Regions from separate parts of the Mus musculus genome. Here all the other regions are linked to region 3. A link is a contact called in public promoter capture Hi-C data. All regions are on one chromosome and are shown on one strand. The core of a region is the stretch at or near the end of the contact, and the rest is flanking DNA. Distances in the headings are between cores, read along the strand shown. Region 1 holds the start of Lpar4 (lysophosphatidic acid receptor 4). Region 2 has its middle 16 kb from the start of Magee1. Region 3 holds the start of Cox7b (cytochrome c oxidase subunit 7B).

Region 1 (2,700 bases), core at 83-2,582, 900 kb before region 3:
TGCAACAAGGCAAAAGGATTTATAATCTATTTTTGTTGGGGCAAGCTGTTGGGAGTTTGCTCTGAAAAAATAAACATGTGAAAAAGCCACTGGATAACTTTGATTATAAGTTACTATTGAAGCTTTTATGCTAGTCAAGGAAAAGAAAGATGCATTATTTGGTAAAGCAGCAAAGTGAATAACATTATCAAGCTTTTTGACATACTCAAATTTTTTCAATTTCTCTGGTCTTCTCCCCCCACAAAAATCATGATAAATTACAATGCTGTATTTGCTTCCCAAACAGAAATTACCTAGCATACAATACTAATTAATTCAACAAGTCTTTTTCACTAAAAATATTTAAAATATTTATAATATGCAAGAGAATTTTAGACATGTCACATTGTGTTGCATTTACATGGCAAATAGCAAGTAATTTCACAAGTAATAGAAAATTCTATTTATGCTAGAATTCAGTTTTCATTCAAACATGATTCCTCCTTTATGGGCAGTTCATGAATTATTCAATATAGCAAATGTCACATTCTCCATAAATCAATTAAGCATCAAAGGCATGTAGTGTATAGTTTTACTAGAAGAAACCTCATCATAATAAAAGCCACGTTAGCTCACAATCTTTTGTAAACCAAAGAAATATAATGCTAGCCAAAAGACTTTCTAACTTATTCTACCCTGTGATTTTGAATCAGCTCTTTAGGACTGTGTTTACATGAAACAACAGCCTGAAAATCCTGTCTCTCTCCCACTGAAACAGTATTTACTGCCAAAACAATAGAAATTCTTGTGTTTTTTTTTTTTTTTTTTTTTTTTTTACCATTCAACACGATGATCCTTGTTCAGTACTTCAGAGCTGAAGTCTAACTTCTTTCCCCAAACACTCAAAGCATCAGCGTTTCGATTGAAGTTTCTTACACCATCCCCCACCCCCAAACGCCAAAATCAAATCTTTCTCAAAGAGACTTACCCCAAGAAAGAGTGTGCTAGATGAGAGAATGTGCTCATGCCTGTAGATAGTTAGCTAATAAACGTGTAAACTGGCAACTCGCACTTCGGAAGCGCATATTTTTATCCATAAAAAACAAAAACAAAACAAAACAAAAAACAAAAAACAGGGAAAGGTTAGCCCAGCCCAAAAAGAGCAGACTCTGGGCTGCCGCAGCTCCTTACTGCAAACCGCTCATTCTGAAAATGTGAGCTTATTTACATTTATCGCTTTCCCTTTGTTAAGGACTAGCCCTCTTTAATGCTGGAGCCCGCATGCCTTTAACAAACAGGACACAAGAAAAGGCCCAAAGTCTTGCTGGAGCCGAGGGCCGCCGGGGGAACTCTTGGGGGTCTCAATAGGAAATGCTTTTCATTGGATAAGGAGGCATTATTAGGAGCCGTGATCCCGCCCAATCCCCTGTGCTTCATAGTTCCCTTAGTCACCACCAATCGCTGGACTGAAGAAGTTTTTCCTTAAAGAGCATTGCCCAGGAAAAGCAGTTTCACAGTCAAGAATTAGTGGCTTAAGTGCCACTTGACAATATAAAAAGTGTCTTTCCTGACCAATTAATTCACAGAGAAAGCTTGTCTGCCTGTCTTTGCAGCAGGACCGCTACCCTCTTACAATTCTAATGAGAAGGAGGAGGAGACAAAACTCCAAACTGGGAGGAGCAGCCCTGTTTGCTCCTAAGTTTTTTTTTTTAAAACAATCACAAAAACTATTAGTAAGAATTAAGGAGAGGGCAGGGGGAAAGGCAAAAAAAAAAAAAAAAAAAAAAAAAACAACTGGAAATGCATGGTTATCACAGTTTGCATAATTGAATTTCTGTCACTCTCCAAAACAAAATTCAATTCAATACCATAGTCACTTACTTAAGCCAGAAAAAAAAAAATGCCTTCAGACTGTCCTAGTGAAGTTGCCCAGAGCTATAACACTCGCCTTACATGATCCACGCAAAGCTCAGTAGCAGAAGGAAAGCCATTTCTCTTAAATAACTGCATGGCAGGAAGTGTAATTGCCATGAAATTTTCGGAGGTTTACTAAAAGTAAATAGTTCAGATGCAATTTGTTCATAGAGAGCTGTTACCTTCTACTCTACCCCACGTTTGCCCTAGACAAGCTCTGAACCTTATAGGTAGACTGGACTGCCTTGGTCAACCACACTGCTTCCCCCTTGGCCTCCAGTTTTCTTTCTTCTCCTCCCTCTCCCTGGTCTGAGTTTGTTGTGGAAACTTCCCTTTTGTAACAGCCATTGCTAGCCTTTCCCTACTACCAGAAACTCCTCCCCTTGCCCATCCCTTTCTCCTCTACCTCCAAACACTGCCAATACCACCACCAACAGCAACGTCCTGCCCCTTCTTAGGAATGAAACCCCTTGGCAGGGATTCGTTGCTTCCCTTTTTCTGGGCAGAACCATGGCCCCCAGATGAATGGGAGAACCTCCATCTGCTGCTTCATAACTTCAATCTACATAGTTAAGCTACATCCCAAATAAAATGTGTACCATGCTTATCTTCACGTTCCCTTCAGACCTGTTTTGGAGCTTCCCTTACTAACCATCTGTAACAGGTCATTGTGAAGTTGACACTAGCCTTACTGACTCTGGAAAAAAATCTCTTTTCTACAGCTTCCTCTTCCACATCCCTGTTTTCTGTTTCTTGCTGGCTGCCTCAGGTTAACTTATTTCTATATCTTCACTGGTTGTCTTCCTT
Region 2 (2,700 bases), core at 13-2,512, 910 kb after region 3:
ACTGAGGAAACTCTGACTTTAGCTAGCAATTTATACTGGCCATTTGAACAGTCTGCTATGAGGCCTTATATGAGGTAGCAGGCCTCCAGACTTTTACATCACATCAGCTGAACCCACAGAAGTAGAAAGTGGAAGGGTGGTTAGCAGGGGTCAGGCAGTAAGGGGGCCTGGAGAAAGGATGGACAATGATGACACACAATTGCAAATACATAAAAGGATAAGTTTAAGGGATCTATTATACAACATGATGAGCATTGTTAATAACAATATACTGCAATCTTGAAAAATTAGGAAAGCCAAATAGAGAGGGAGATATCTCATGTGAATACCAATTACTCCTTTTCAGCTCCAGTTATTGAAACTTGCTCCTAACTAGATGCAGGCCATACAGCTGGGTAGCCTCCTTTTGGCTTGATTCCACATTTTAAGTAGTTATGGAAAAAAATCTGAGCAAGTTCTAGGACTGCAGACAATAACAATCATGCCTGATATTTTTAAAAAAATTTTTTAAATAGCTGGACACACACACACACACAGAGCGCATAAATTATCTTCATCACTATCATGATAATATACTGCTGCCTTTTCCTACAGAGGACAGCAGTTTTCTTCTGCCAACCCCTCCCCTCTGGTTTTCCTCACCAAGCCTAAGATCATACCTTATTTCCACACAGTGTCCTGATAAAACACAGTCTATATAGCAAAACCCAGCACACAACTGGTGGTTTGGCGCACCCGTGCAGATGGATGGTCATCTCTGTGGAGTCCTCAGAGGGCCAGGAATAAAAGTTGTTATCCTTGGTCAACTTGAGGCTTGACAGAAGCAATGAAGGCTCAGTATTCTCTGAAAGAAGGATGAGATTGATGCCATCTGGAACAGCAAACTCAAGTGCAGCCAATCCCAGGTCAACTCTTTACGAAGGTACCCACTCCAGTTAAACTTAGGAGCCTGACCTCGGCTTCATTTTGTGACATTTGGAATGAGGATTTTCTCTCTTTTCATGGAGCCTCAAAGAGTCAGTGCAATTGCAGGGAGGTCCTCTCATCTCAGTCCATTTTGAGGACAGCAGGCAAGCCACTCCAGGCTGAGAGACAAGCATTCTCTTATATTTTTGGTTGTGGGCCTAGCCTTTAACGACTGAGCCATCTCTCCAGCCCAAGGCAGGCATTCTCTATCCTATTCAGGCCCACTGCCTACCTAGTATGAAACCTAGGCAGGCTTACTTACTCCCCTCTTTAGACAGTCACTTCAAACCAATTCCAACTGTACGAGTGTTTGCAAAACACGGTGCTACTACTTGTCAGGTTCATGAGGTACAAGGAGAGACCAGAGTACACACCAGCACAGAACATACATATCTAACTGATGCATACACATCCCAAAAGGTAAGTCCCAATCATTTATAATTTCTGCTAAATATTTTCCCTTTTGACCAGATAAACTCCTTATTGTGACCTAACTTTCTCCTTCTCTCTCCTCCTTTCTTTCCTACTTGCTAGTTTCAGTAATGTAATTATGTTTAAGGGAGAGAAAAGATGACCACAAGGTGGCAGTAGCATACAATAAACTTCATGTTAGCAACATGGACAGGTGTCGTGCTGACAGTGAGAAAGTACTGGGCTAAAGGGGGTGTGGGCTGTCTCAACGTGGAACCTTCCAGGGGCTATAGGTGAAAGATAACAGAAAGGAACCAACCCAAAAGAAAGGGAACAAGGGATCTTCATGGGGAGACGCGAGTCAGAGTAAGATGGAACGTCAGACTTACATGTTCAGAAGCAGGAGGGAATCTCTGGAGGCCAGTAGTAGCTTGGAGTCTTCTAGCCCAGGACTTATCTTATTTTGGGTTAGCAAATGTTCAGTGCAGTTTCACAATGGATATACAATGCCTAGTGCCTGAATAACTAGAAATCTCTGTGTGCTACACCTGTAATAATTGGATATATACATATCTGTGTTTAGAATTATCAGGCTTTTTATGGCACATTTTAATTTCAGCAAATATTAATTTTTAATGGGAAGTATACACCTGGCTTTGTATTGTTCCAAAATTATCACAAAGGCCAGAAGTTTTTTATGTGATTTTGATGCAATTGTAATTAAAGTGAAGAAACCAATACACATATTTTGATAGAAAGTGTGTCACCCAGGTTGCCCTTAAACTCAAGATTCTCTGAATGCTAGAAACTCAGGTGGGCCACTGCACCCAGCAAGTAGTAAATACTCTTCTCTAGTGACTGGGATACTCATCTGCAAAGACACCCATGGGTACAGATTCTCTGTGAAGCATATTGCATCTTCAATGCAGTAAATTTTCAGAGTCTAGGCTGTTCTTTAGCATCTGCTGGTAATTTGGCCCTCTGAGAAAAATTACAATATAGCTACCAAGACTGAAAGTTAATATGCACCAAGTAAAGGTGAAATTCTATTGTATTATTATCTGGCAATTAAAAAAAATCAATATTTGGAAAAAAAAAAAAGAATTATCAGGCTTTTTAAAGCTTACCCCACAACCAAGAAGTTTTTGAGCTAATGGATTCTAACATCTTCTGAATAAGTAAATAATAGACAGCCAATATACAGAAGTCCCATCTTTAGCTAAATCACAAAGGGAACAGCATTCAGAGGTGGAAAGGGAAATGGAGATCAAATGTTCTAAGGTCTTCAGAGTATCTGGGAAGAAGTGAAAGGAGCAATTTAAA
Region 3 (2,700 bases), core at 193-2,692:
AGAAAACAGCCACAGCCGGAATAAGCAAATTCATAAACATTCCATAATCAATTCTGCTCCAGAACATTTAAAAGGGTGAGTATGAGAAACAGAAACACAACAAAATAAACTAAAAAATCATCTTTTTGCCTGGTCTCCAGAGCAAGTTCCAGGACAGCCAGGCTACACAAAGAAACCCTGTCTCAAAAAAAAAAAAAAAATGATAAAAAAACTTTTCCTACAGTATTTTTAAAAGTCCCTAAGTCACTTAAAGATCAAAGAAATTGAGATTACCAAACAACTGTTGTTTCAACACTCTGATTTACCAAGTGATCTCCCCTCTATACCAAAATAAAATTAAAAACAAACAAACAAACAAAACCACCCAGTTTAGTGACCAGAGATTGGTTAATGGTCTTTGACATAGGTATTACTTACTAACCTCTGTTTTACAAAAACAAGTTTATAACGCTAAATCATTTGTCCAAAGTGAAAGAAATAATAAACACAGCTTGTAGCAGATGAAAGATCAGTTGGGCTTCTTTCTTTTTTTTTTTTTTCAATTATTCCCAAAGTACTTCAGTACTTAGAACACAGCATGTGATCTAAAGGTAAAATAAAACTAAATCCATGGCTAGAAAAGCAAGTAAGTATTGTGTAAGGTCACCTTCATTCACATTACTGAAGGTCACCTTCAGGGTAAAGCAATTACAAAAATGAATTTTTTTCTTTCCAGTCCAGTGTATTTTCCATATATACTGCTAGTCTCAAGTTTCCACGTACTTGCCTAACTTTAAAGCAGGAAAAAAAAATGACCATGATTGTTTTCGCTATAGTTAATATTCCGTTAATAATCTACAGATGACTTCTTCAAAGCTGCCAGGCTTAAGGTTTTCAACCCCTTGCTATGAATCCAGATGCGGTAGATTTAGTTTCCTACCACCGTTATTGTAGGAGATCAGTTCTTCTACGTAAATACACTCCCAGAGCTAAAATTTAGATCATCGCTAAAAGAGCAAGGTGTCCGCCAAAGCGTTCTTCCTGGAAATCATAGGTCTCTGAAGAAAGAGAATGCATAACGAGGTTAGGAACACAAGGACAGGATGATAAAGCCACTGTCACAGCTACCTCTGTTATGGCTAGCTTCCCTTCCCAGTGACTGGAGACCACGCAGGGGACCATGCACCTAGAATTAAAACCCGCAGGATTTGGGGCGGAGGAAGAGGGCAGAAGAGCACGAGGACAGCCGGATCCCGGGTGTTGTAAAGAACTCGCCCACATTATCTGCTCACCTTGGAGACGGCTTAGTGCGTTTTTGGCTAAGGGCAACATCGCGGAGACGAAGATGGAACTGCGGCGACTATGCTGCTGCCTTGGTGCAAATTCACCCCAGCTACCCTTGCAAAGCGTCCTGAAAAACAAAATGGCTTTCAGCAGGGAGCCCAAATGAGAATTGGTGAGATGTCGCGAGATTTAGGGGTTGACCTATAGAAATTGTCATCCTAGTTCCTGCGAGGAAATAGGAAGGTCTTTGGGAAATGTAGTTTCAAGCTTGATGGCTTCCATAAAGTAGTATTTACTAAGCAGGGAGGTTAACTCTTTGGACAAAGGTTTCGGACTCTACAAAGGAGAGCTGAGACACCGACCTTACATAAGGCACCAGCATCAAAATGGTGCTAAAACTCCAGAGGATTGGATCTAGTGTCTCACTTCCAATTACAGTCCCTTCAAATTTTTCACATTCTGTCTCCTATTACCTACATTAATTGGTTTTACCTTTATTGGTTTTTTTTTTTGGAATTTTTGTGGGGGAGTTGAGACACGGCCTCTCTATTTAGTCCTGGCTGACCAGGAACTCTCTATGTAGACCAAGCTGGCCTGGAACTCACAGAAAAAGTCCTGCCTTTGCCTCCCAAGTGCTGGGAGATCAATTGACCTTTTTCCCCTAAGGATTCCAGTTCATGTGCATCTGGCAAGAATACTATATATGTATCTTCTTAAGAAACTCTGTGTAGGGCTGGTGAGATGGCTCAGTGGGTAAGAGCACCCGACTGCTCTTCCAAAGGTCCAGAGTTCAAATCCCAGCAACCACATGGTGGCTCACAACCATCCTTAATGAGATCTGATGCCCTCTTCTGGTGTGTCTGAAGACAGCTACAGTGTACTTACATATAATAAATAATAAATAAAAAAAAAAAAAAAAAAAAAGAAACTCTGTGTAAGCCAGGTCTCCCTATGTAACCCAGACTGGCTAGAACTTACTATGTAGCCCAGACTGGCCTAGAATTTGCAATTCTTTTGCCTTAGCTTCTCTAGTGTCATGATTAGATAAATAATGTACAAATCAAACTCTGCTTTTTAGAGCATCCTATCAAAAGGTATAGGATCTTAGCATGTCCCATTCAGTAATAGTATGAACTTAATCATTTAATCCAAGCACTGCATACCAGATTTCTACACTTTAAAGTCACCGCTTTCCCTTTGTAATTAAAAAAAAAAAGTATCTTGAGTGGAAAGGAGGGATGTGTGCAAAAAAAAAAAAAAAAAGGTAACTCCAATGCATAATGACTATCCTATTCTGCATAAGCTTCTATCCACTATGTTTTGTATCCATTGGTAATTCTTTACCACACTGTGTCTGTATGACCACTGCAGTTCATATGCCTAAAGCAACCTGAGTGAGCATAAAACAGAGATACTCAAACCACCATGCTTATTTGG

What was found. Promoter capture Hi-C pulls out the DNA fragments that hold promoters and counts their contacts.
Region 1: a contact with region 3 is called in a promoter capture Hi-C map of 3T3-L1-derived adipocytes, with 2.6 times the contacts expected there. The contact joins the promoter of Lpar4 here to the promoter of Cox7b in region 3. A contact is called at or near these places in 2 of 39 promoter capture datasets (3T3-L1-derived adipocytes and cranial neural crest).
Region 2: a promoter capture Hi-C map of cranial neural crest shows a contact between it and region 3. The contact joins the enhancer-like site here to the promoter of Cox7b in region 3. A contact is called at or near these places in 12 of 39 promoter capture datasets (3T3-L1-derived adipocytes, the C10 cell line, the HPC-7 cell line and 8 more), 3 of 484 Hi-C or Micro-C datasets (Th1 cells, embryonic stem cells and uterus), 5 of 115 datasets of contacts at active chromatin or transcription factors (differentiating embryonic stem cells, embryonic stem cells and pro-B cells) and 2 of 9 other capture datasets (adipose tissue and macrophages).

The regions. Positions count from the first base shown.
Region 1 is chrX:106,919,257-106,921,956 of GRCm38.p6, reverse strand. It overlaps Lpar4 (lysophosphatidic acid receptor 4), which reads right to left and starts at 1,332. Exons shown (of 3, transcript NM_175271.4): 1 at 968-1,332.
Region 2 is chrX:105,103,248-105,105,947 of GRCm38.p6, reverse strand. It overlaps a transcript of Pbdc1 not described here. Among named protein-coding and RNA genes, the nearest start is that of Magee1, 16 kb to the left of the region's middle. Within about 2 kb of position 1,262, at least 1 of the 459 cell types and tissues checked has an H3K27ac peak or open chromatin away from gene starts, as enhancers often do.
Region 3 is chrX:106,014,442-106,017,141 of GRCm38.p6, reverse strand. It overlaps Cox7b (cytochrome c oxidase subunit 7B), which reads right to left and starts at 1,442. Exons shown (of 3, transcript NM_025379.2): 1 at 1,272-1,442. The coding sequence starts at 1,311.